Linked DNA regions of Triticum aestivum: region 2 is linked to region 1. The links are chromatin contacts, called in public Hi-C maps. All regions are on one chromosome and are shown on one strand. The core of a region is the stretch at or near the end of the contact, and the rest is flanking DNA. Distances in the headings are between cores, read along the strand shown. Region 1 holds the start of LOC123054255. Region 2 holds the start of LOC123054260 (nudix hydrolase 8).

Region 1 (3,458 bases), core at 242-2,741:
TTTGATGTGTTGCATGAGCGCGTCTCCCCGGCATGGCGGTACTGGTGATCCTTTTTGGGCTATCCAACTCACTGATGAATCTTTCTATGAAGAGGCGAGTCGACGTCGGACTTTGGTAACTGGCCTCATGCATTGCTTTTCTTCGTGATGTCCACACTGCCCAAAGGGTCACGGTCATCTTCACGAAGTCCGCATGCCATAACGATTCCATCATGTTAAAGAGCCAAAGCTTCACATTGGGTTCATGTGACTCAACAAATGTGCCCAATCAATTCTTTGTCGCCCAACACATAAACACATCACACAACAGTGCAGTCTATCAAAGAATGCCTCCAAGAATCAGCACCACCACAAATTTGGCAAATATCCGTGTCGCACATCTTCCTATGGTGACACACATCCTTTGACGGAAGTGAGTGTTTTGCCATCCTCCAAAATAAGGCTCTGAAGTTACAGAGAGCCTGGGTGTTCCATAAAGATTTCCAACTATTCTCTTATGCCACGCCACTAGAAGTAGCTCCTCTCTGACCCAACAAATCACCCCTACATTTTCTTATACTGACCAACATGCAGTATGTCGATCTACCAGAAAACTATGCTTTCTTTTCAAATTGCCATGCCCAGAAATCAGTCAATGGAGTTGTGCAAAGGGGAGTGTTCTTTATCGCCTGAGCATTGTAGGGGAGAAAATATGTTGCAACTTATTATCTCTCCACACAGCCGAAGTGTTGTCAATCAGGTCACTGATAAATATAGGAGGATCGCTAGCCAGACAAGCAACTAGTCTCATCGATGCGTCTCTCAGGATCCAGTTTTTCGTTCATACCCTCGTGGTTGTGCCGTCACCGATGCGCCCAATGAAGCCATGTAAGAGTGCATCTCTACCCTCCAAGATAGACCTCCACACTTGAAATGGGTGAGACCCTAGGTCGGCATTGAGAATGTCAACACTTGGACAGCAGACGGCCTTGAGCAACCGGGCACAAAGAGATTCAAGCACGGTGAGAAGGCGCCATGATTGCTGAGCCAACAAAGCTAAGTTCAAGAGCTCGAGGTCCCTAAACCCCAAGCCGCCACATTTCTTCGGTTGAGTCATAGATCTCCAAGAAACCCAATGTGGTTTTCTCTACCCCTCTCTGTTTCCCCAGAAGAACTGACAAATAAGCTTATCCATTTTTTTCACACAGAACCCTTGGCAACTTAAAGCATGACATTGAGAAAACCGGAACAGCTTGCCATACCGATTTAATTAGATTTTTTTGCCCGCTGCTGGGAACAGTTTTTTTTTTGAGCAAATGCTGGGAAGTGGCCAAGTGGGAACAGTTTTTTTTTTTGAGAAAATGCCGGGAACAGCTGCCTTTGCTCAAAAAAATAAAAATAAAGCTAACCGGGCCTCGCGGACGGCATTGAGATGGGCTTCCTCCGTGACGGCGTGACCCGGCCCATGACCTTCTCGCTTTGCGCACCACCACAAAACCGACCGCTTCGTTGCTGAGTGCTGCGTACATCCCTCCCTCCCCAACCTGCTCGGCGCCGCCTCTCCTCTCCTCTCCCCTCCCGCCGCGCAGGGTTTTATTAGGGTTTAGCGGCGGCGGCGGCGGCGGCGACCGCGACGCCACCCCCATACCGCAGGCGATGGCTTCGATCGCGTCGCAGCTGCAGGCCATCAAGTCGGCCCTCGGCTCCACGCCGGAGTCGACTCGCCGGCCCATCACCCGGCCGTCCGTGCTCTTCGACGCCAAGGAGGCCGCCGACATCGACCTCCGCGCCATCCTCCCCATCGCCCTCTCTGGTGCCCACCCCTCACCCGACGAACACCTCTATCGATCTAAGCATACTGTTCCTTTGACATCATGTTTCCGTAGCTCCCTGTTCACTTGAACAACACTACCTTGGTATATTTGTTCGCTAGTTCAAGCGCGTATTACCAACCATTTTTCGATATGGTCGTTAGGCTCCTTGGTTATTCCAAATAATTGCCCCATGGTCACCCTAGCCCCTAGGAATTTATCCGTGATTCGTCAGCTGATAGAGTACACTGCACTGCACTATGTACATCAGAGCTACTCCTGAAAATTTTCAGAATTCTTCTAACTTTCACATCAAGCTACGCTAGTTTCGCATATGGAGGACTTGCACACACGTTTATGTTCCCTTGCAGTAATTGACTCGAATTGTGATATGTAGGTTTGGAGCATCTTACTGGTGTGGACGAGAGGTTTGCGAGGTACAGTAGCACGCTATTCAGCCAGACTAGCCTTGAGGTCAACCGTGAGCAGCAAACTCAAAAGGAAAATGACAAGCTAAACAAGTCCATCTCCTCCTACCTCCGCCTTCTAGCTGGCTATCTGCAGCTTCCAGCTGCCCTCAAGACGCTCGAGTACCTTATCCGCCGATACCTGTATGTACCAACCTTTAGCTACAATTCATCCCTCCCCGCGAGCTCTAGCCCGTTCTTCTGTATCTGACGGAAATGTTCATGCAGGGTGCATGTCTACAACGTGGATGAGTTGCTGCTGTGTGCATTGCCGTACCATGATACACATGCGTTTGTTCGGATTGTGCAGTTGGTCAACTTAGGGTGAGTGTCAGAGGTCCTGGTTTATGCTTGGTTTGTTCCCTTCATCTTTTCAATTCACTCAGTGCTTGGTTGATTTTGTGCGTTCAGGAATAGTAAGTGGACCTTTCTTGATGGTGTGAAATCCTCGGGTGCACCCCCGCCCAGGAGTGTTCTAGTACAGCAGTGCATCCGTGATACTTCTTTGCTGGAGACCTTTTCCAACTATGTAAGTTGGGCTGCCTTATTTTTTGTTGTAGTAGGATTATCCATTGCTTTTGAAGGTTTGTGCTTGATGTTTTTATCCATTACCAGGCGGCACCAAAAAAGGGTTTCCTTCATTCAAGGACAGTGGTGTGCTTTTGCACTGCAGTAATTGTGGAGTGCTTGGGAGCTATCCCCAAGCTTGATTCAAATATAGTGCAGAGGGTGGTGGGATATGTGTTCGACTCCCTTAATCCTGATATTGGGGCAGATCGAGATTATAAGGTTGGCTTGAAAGATGTGTAACTTATGTTATCCATTTATGCAAAATTGACATCTCAATGTTTGTTTAGCTATTCATTACGATTACAATGCTAAATAAAAATGAAGTCTGCATACTAATTTTTTATATTTTCTGAAATCCACCTTATGCTCTTTAAGCTATATCATTGTGATGGGTTCTTTTATAACCAGGCTGGCGCTCTGATGATTGTTGGAGTACTGGCAACACGAGCAACACTGGCACCAAAACTTGTTCAAGACTTAATTATCTTTGTTGCAAGGGCTGCACAGCATGATGCATTGGAGTCGGTTGATTTACCGTGGCTTCGTGTTACAGTAATGGCTATTATAAGTCTAGTTCAGGTTGGTCCATGACAACTTTCTTGTCACAAGTCCCCCATAAAATGTGCTTCTG
Region 2 (3,458 bases), core at 473-2,972, 410 kb before region 1:
ACTCGCAATAAGATGATGATTGAACGAATCTTCCCGCGACAGACTTCTGACTCGTTCTTTAAATTTCTTATGTTCTTGCAGCTCTGGCATCCGCTTGCTAGGCAGTCGGACTGTGATCACATTGGACTTATGTTGGATGCACTTCTGAATTCAGCGCGCCGCTTGTCCGCCTCTTAGGGATGCTTCGTCGTTTGCCACTCGGGGGCCTTTCCTGTTTATTTTTTCTTTTCTTGGGTTTGATTATACTGTGACTCCAGCCGTTGTGTTTACTATCTGGACTGTTGTATGGATATTACTTTATCAATAAAGCGGGGTAAAAGACTAATTCAAGGAGATGAATAGATTGGAAGTCAGTAGAGGGAGTACCTAGCTAGCTACCTAACAGAACGGAATGGAGGGAGGCACGGAGCATGGCATTGTGGCATTAACAAAACAGGAAAATAGAAACCGTAAAAGAAAAGAAAAAAAAGCAAAAAAGCATGCTCGTGATCCATAAGAACACGGTGGCCCCTGCAGGCGGCATGCAGCAACGACGGGCTGAAACAGAACACCACCGAGGTCTGTGGCTCGCAGCGCAGCCACCTCGGCTCATGCATGCATGGGAACTCGGAGCCCGCAACGCACACAGCGCCCACTAGTAGACTGAGCCGACCCGGACCCGACGGTCCAGCAGCGCTCGGCACGTCGCGCGCATGGCCGCCGGAGACGCGCGCGGGCGACGCGTCTAAGGCGGCGGCCTGCTCCTCCGTTCCCGGAGCAGCCCGGGCCGTTCCCACGTGTTGCCGCGTTGGCGAGCGCGCGTTCACGGCGCCGGCGTCGCCTTCTAGACCCGTCCAGAGTTTCCGTACCTTTCGTGTGCCCCGCAGGCCGCGCGGCACCACCTGTCTCCACGTAATCCGCCCAATCCAAACCCAACGAGTTCCCCGCCCGAACACACGGCCACGGCGCTATCCGTCACGTGCGGAACGCGCGAACCAGCCAAACCGGTTGCACTCTATATCGCTACGAAGGGAGAAAAATCTTCTGCTGCTTTTCTTCAGACTGTTGCTTGAAGAAAATAAAATATCTAAAAAATCAGTTGTCTCTGACGAGTTGCGAGCCAAGGAGGACACCATCATGACCGAGACAATCATGATGAGGATATCTGGATGAGGAAATTTGCACTAGTTCGTTCAGCTCGAGTTCAATCCCTCCGACGCGGAGCCCAGTCACGCGGCACAGACAGAGGCAGACAGGAACGGGGCGCGCGTCCCACGGAGACCTAACTAATTGCGACCACTAAAATAAATCAATCAATAAAGCTGACACCACAGGCGTGACGAGCGATTAGCCAGTGATCACGGCATTGCTTATGTTAGTTGATGCGTCCCGCATTGCGGGTCCTCGTCACACCCACCCGTCCACCACCGGCCAGACAGCATTTTCAGCACCCACATGCGTCTGGCACTCTGGGTTCTGCTTCTCCATGTCTTTTCTCCTGCACACTGTCGTCAAGTTAGTTTAGTACACCGTGCTTTTGTTCTCTTCCGTAGTTGTAACTGCGAAGGAACTACTCCTAATGATAACAATCGGATTAGAGTGAGGCCATCTATCTGCCTTGTGCCGCAGGGCGGTAACTCTGAGCCGGCGCGCGAATATCCCCATGCCATCGGCGTGGCCCCTTATCCCCGTGACAGTGACGTGGACCCCCCTGGGCCGATATTTTTATAAGCTCCTCGGCCGCTCTGTGGAGCTCAGCCATTCGCCCTCGGACATCGCAAGGCACGCACGCCGTATCAGTTCATACTCACACGCGCAACGGTAGCATCGCTCGTGATAGCACTGCAACTTGGGTGGCGCTTTGTCTTTGATCTCAGTCCGGAGGGAAGGGATTGGTCGAGCCACCACTTGCCAGCGATGGAGAGCTGCAGCTTGGTCGACACGGCCGCCGCCGCCCTCTGCTCGACGGCGGGCGGGCGCCGCCGCGGCAGCGCCGGAAACACCATGAGGTTCTTCAACTGCTCCAGCTCATCCAGAGGTACGGCCGGCTCCTATCTGTCACTCCGTCAGCCAGTCACCGCCTATGTGCGTAGTTTTATGCCTGAATCGCGTGAGCTCACTCGCTGTGTTGCTGCTGTGCAGAGCACGGGGTGAGCGCGTCCTACTCCATCGGCCGGATGCTGAGCGGGGTGAGGTCGGCGGCGCGGAGGAAGCTGTTCCGGAGCGAGCCCGAGTGGATGGGCGTCAACTTGCCCGACTCCACCGGCCACCATTGGTGGACCACCCTGGAGAACAACTTCGTGCTGGAGGCCTCCGAGGACGAGTACGGCGGGGTCGTCGTCGACGCCGACAGGCTGCCGTCCGACGAGGCCGCCTTCGCCCGGTCGCTCGCGGCGTCCCTCTCCTACTGGCAGTCCGTGGTACGTGCACACATCGAGAGGGACAAAAAATGGGGGTTTGAAATACTCCAGTTCAGTAATTTATGAACTGTTCACTGCGATACTGAAATGCATCAGCAACTCACTGTCACTTGGTTCTGTTATTTACATGCGCCGTGATTCTTGCTGCAGGGAAAGAAAGGGGTGTGGCTGAAATTGCCAGTGGACCGATCTGAGTTTGTTCCCATAGCAGTCAAGGTAAGAATACTTCTGTAGTTGTATTGCTCTTCCTCTTTACTAGCCACTGAAATCAGTTGTCTGAACCTGGTGATAAAATATCCGTACTTCACTGAACTGATGCTATTTCCCTAAATCTTTGTGCAGGAAGGATTCAAGTACCACCACGCGGAGGAGGCCTACTTGATGCTGACGTACTGGATCCCCGACGAGCCGTCTCTGCTCCCAGCGAACGCTTCTCATCAGGTCGGCGTCGGGGGCTTCGTGATCAACGATCAAATGGAGGTAGGTCTCGCGCGCGCAGTGCTAGTAATGGTTTCGGTCAGAAGGGATAATAACTGAGGAAGTTCGTGTGTCTAATGGCATCTCCCTGAACAACCTGACAGGTCCTAGTGGTGCAAGAGAAGTATCGGGGCTGGGCGTTGGATGGCGTCTGGAAACTCCCCACGGGGTTTATTCAGGAGGTAAGGACGCACTGAAGATCGTTGGCGATACAACGGCGGTAATTCATGGTATGTCGCTGTTACTGAAGCAATTGTTCTTCTTCCTCTTGCAGTCAGAAGAAATATATACGGGAGCCATCAGGGAGGTCCAGGAAGAAACAGGGGTAAGAAAGAAACCGAGCACTTGGATATACTTTTTCGCGAGGATTGGTTCTGAATGTGTTGTTCTTCTGGTGATCGGTGCAGGTTGACACTGAATTCGTGGATGTGGTCGCCTTCAGGTAAACACTCATCCACCTGAGCGCAGTAACTCTGAAACTGTTATGATACCCTGAATGTTGTCTCACTCACCACTGAAACCGTAAAACAATGACAGGCACGCGCACAACGTGGCGTTTCAGAAGTCGGACCTGTTCTTCAT

What was found. A called contact is a pair of places that touch in the nucleus more often than the background predicts.
Region 2: a Hi-C map of leaf shows a contact between it and region 1, with 3 times the contacts expected there. The contact joins the promoter of LOC123054260 here to the promoter of LOC123054255 in region 1. A contact is called at or near these places in 2 of 5 Hi-C or Micro-C datasets (both in leaf).

Annotation. Positions count from the first base shown.
Region 1 is chr2D:530,048,808-530,052,265 of IWGSC CS RefSeq v2.1, reverse strand. LOC123054255 reads left to right here and starts at 1,491. Exons shown (of 38, transcript XM_044477985.1): 1 at 1,491-1,792; 2 at 2,188-2,401; 3 at 2,486-2,581; 4 at 2,669-2,786; 5 at 2,873-3,046; 6 at 3,236-3,406. The coding sequence starts at 1,636.
Region 2 is chr2D:530,459,212-530,462,669 of IWGSC CS RefSeq v2.1, reverse strand. LOC123054260 (nudix hydrolase 8) reads left to right here and starts at 1,722. Exons shown (of 9, transcript XM_044477990.1): 1 at 1,722-2,017; 2 at 2,122-2,399; 3 at 2,550-2,615; 4 at 2,742-2,879; 5 at 2,981-3,058; 6 at 3,151-3,201; 7 at 3,284-3,318; 8 at 3,414-3,458. The coding sequence starts at 1,897.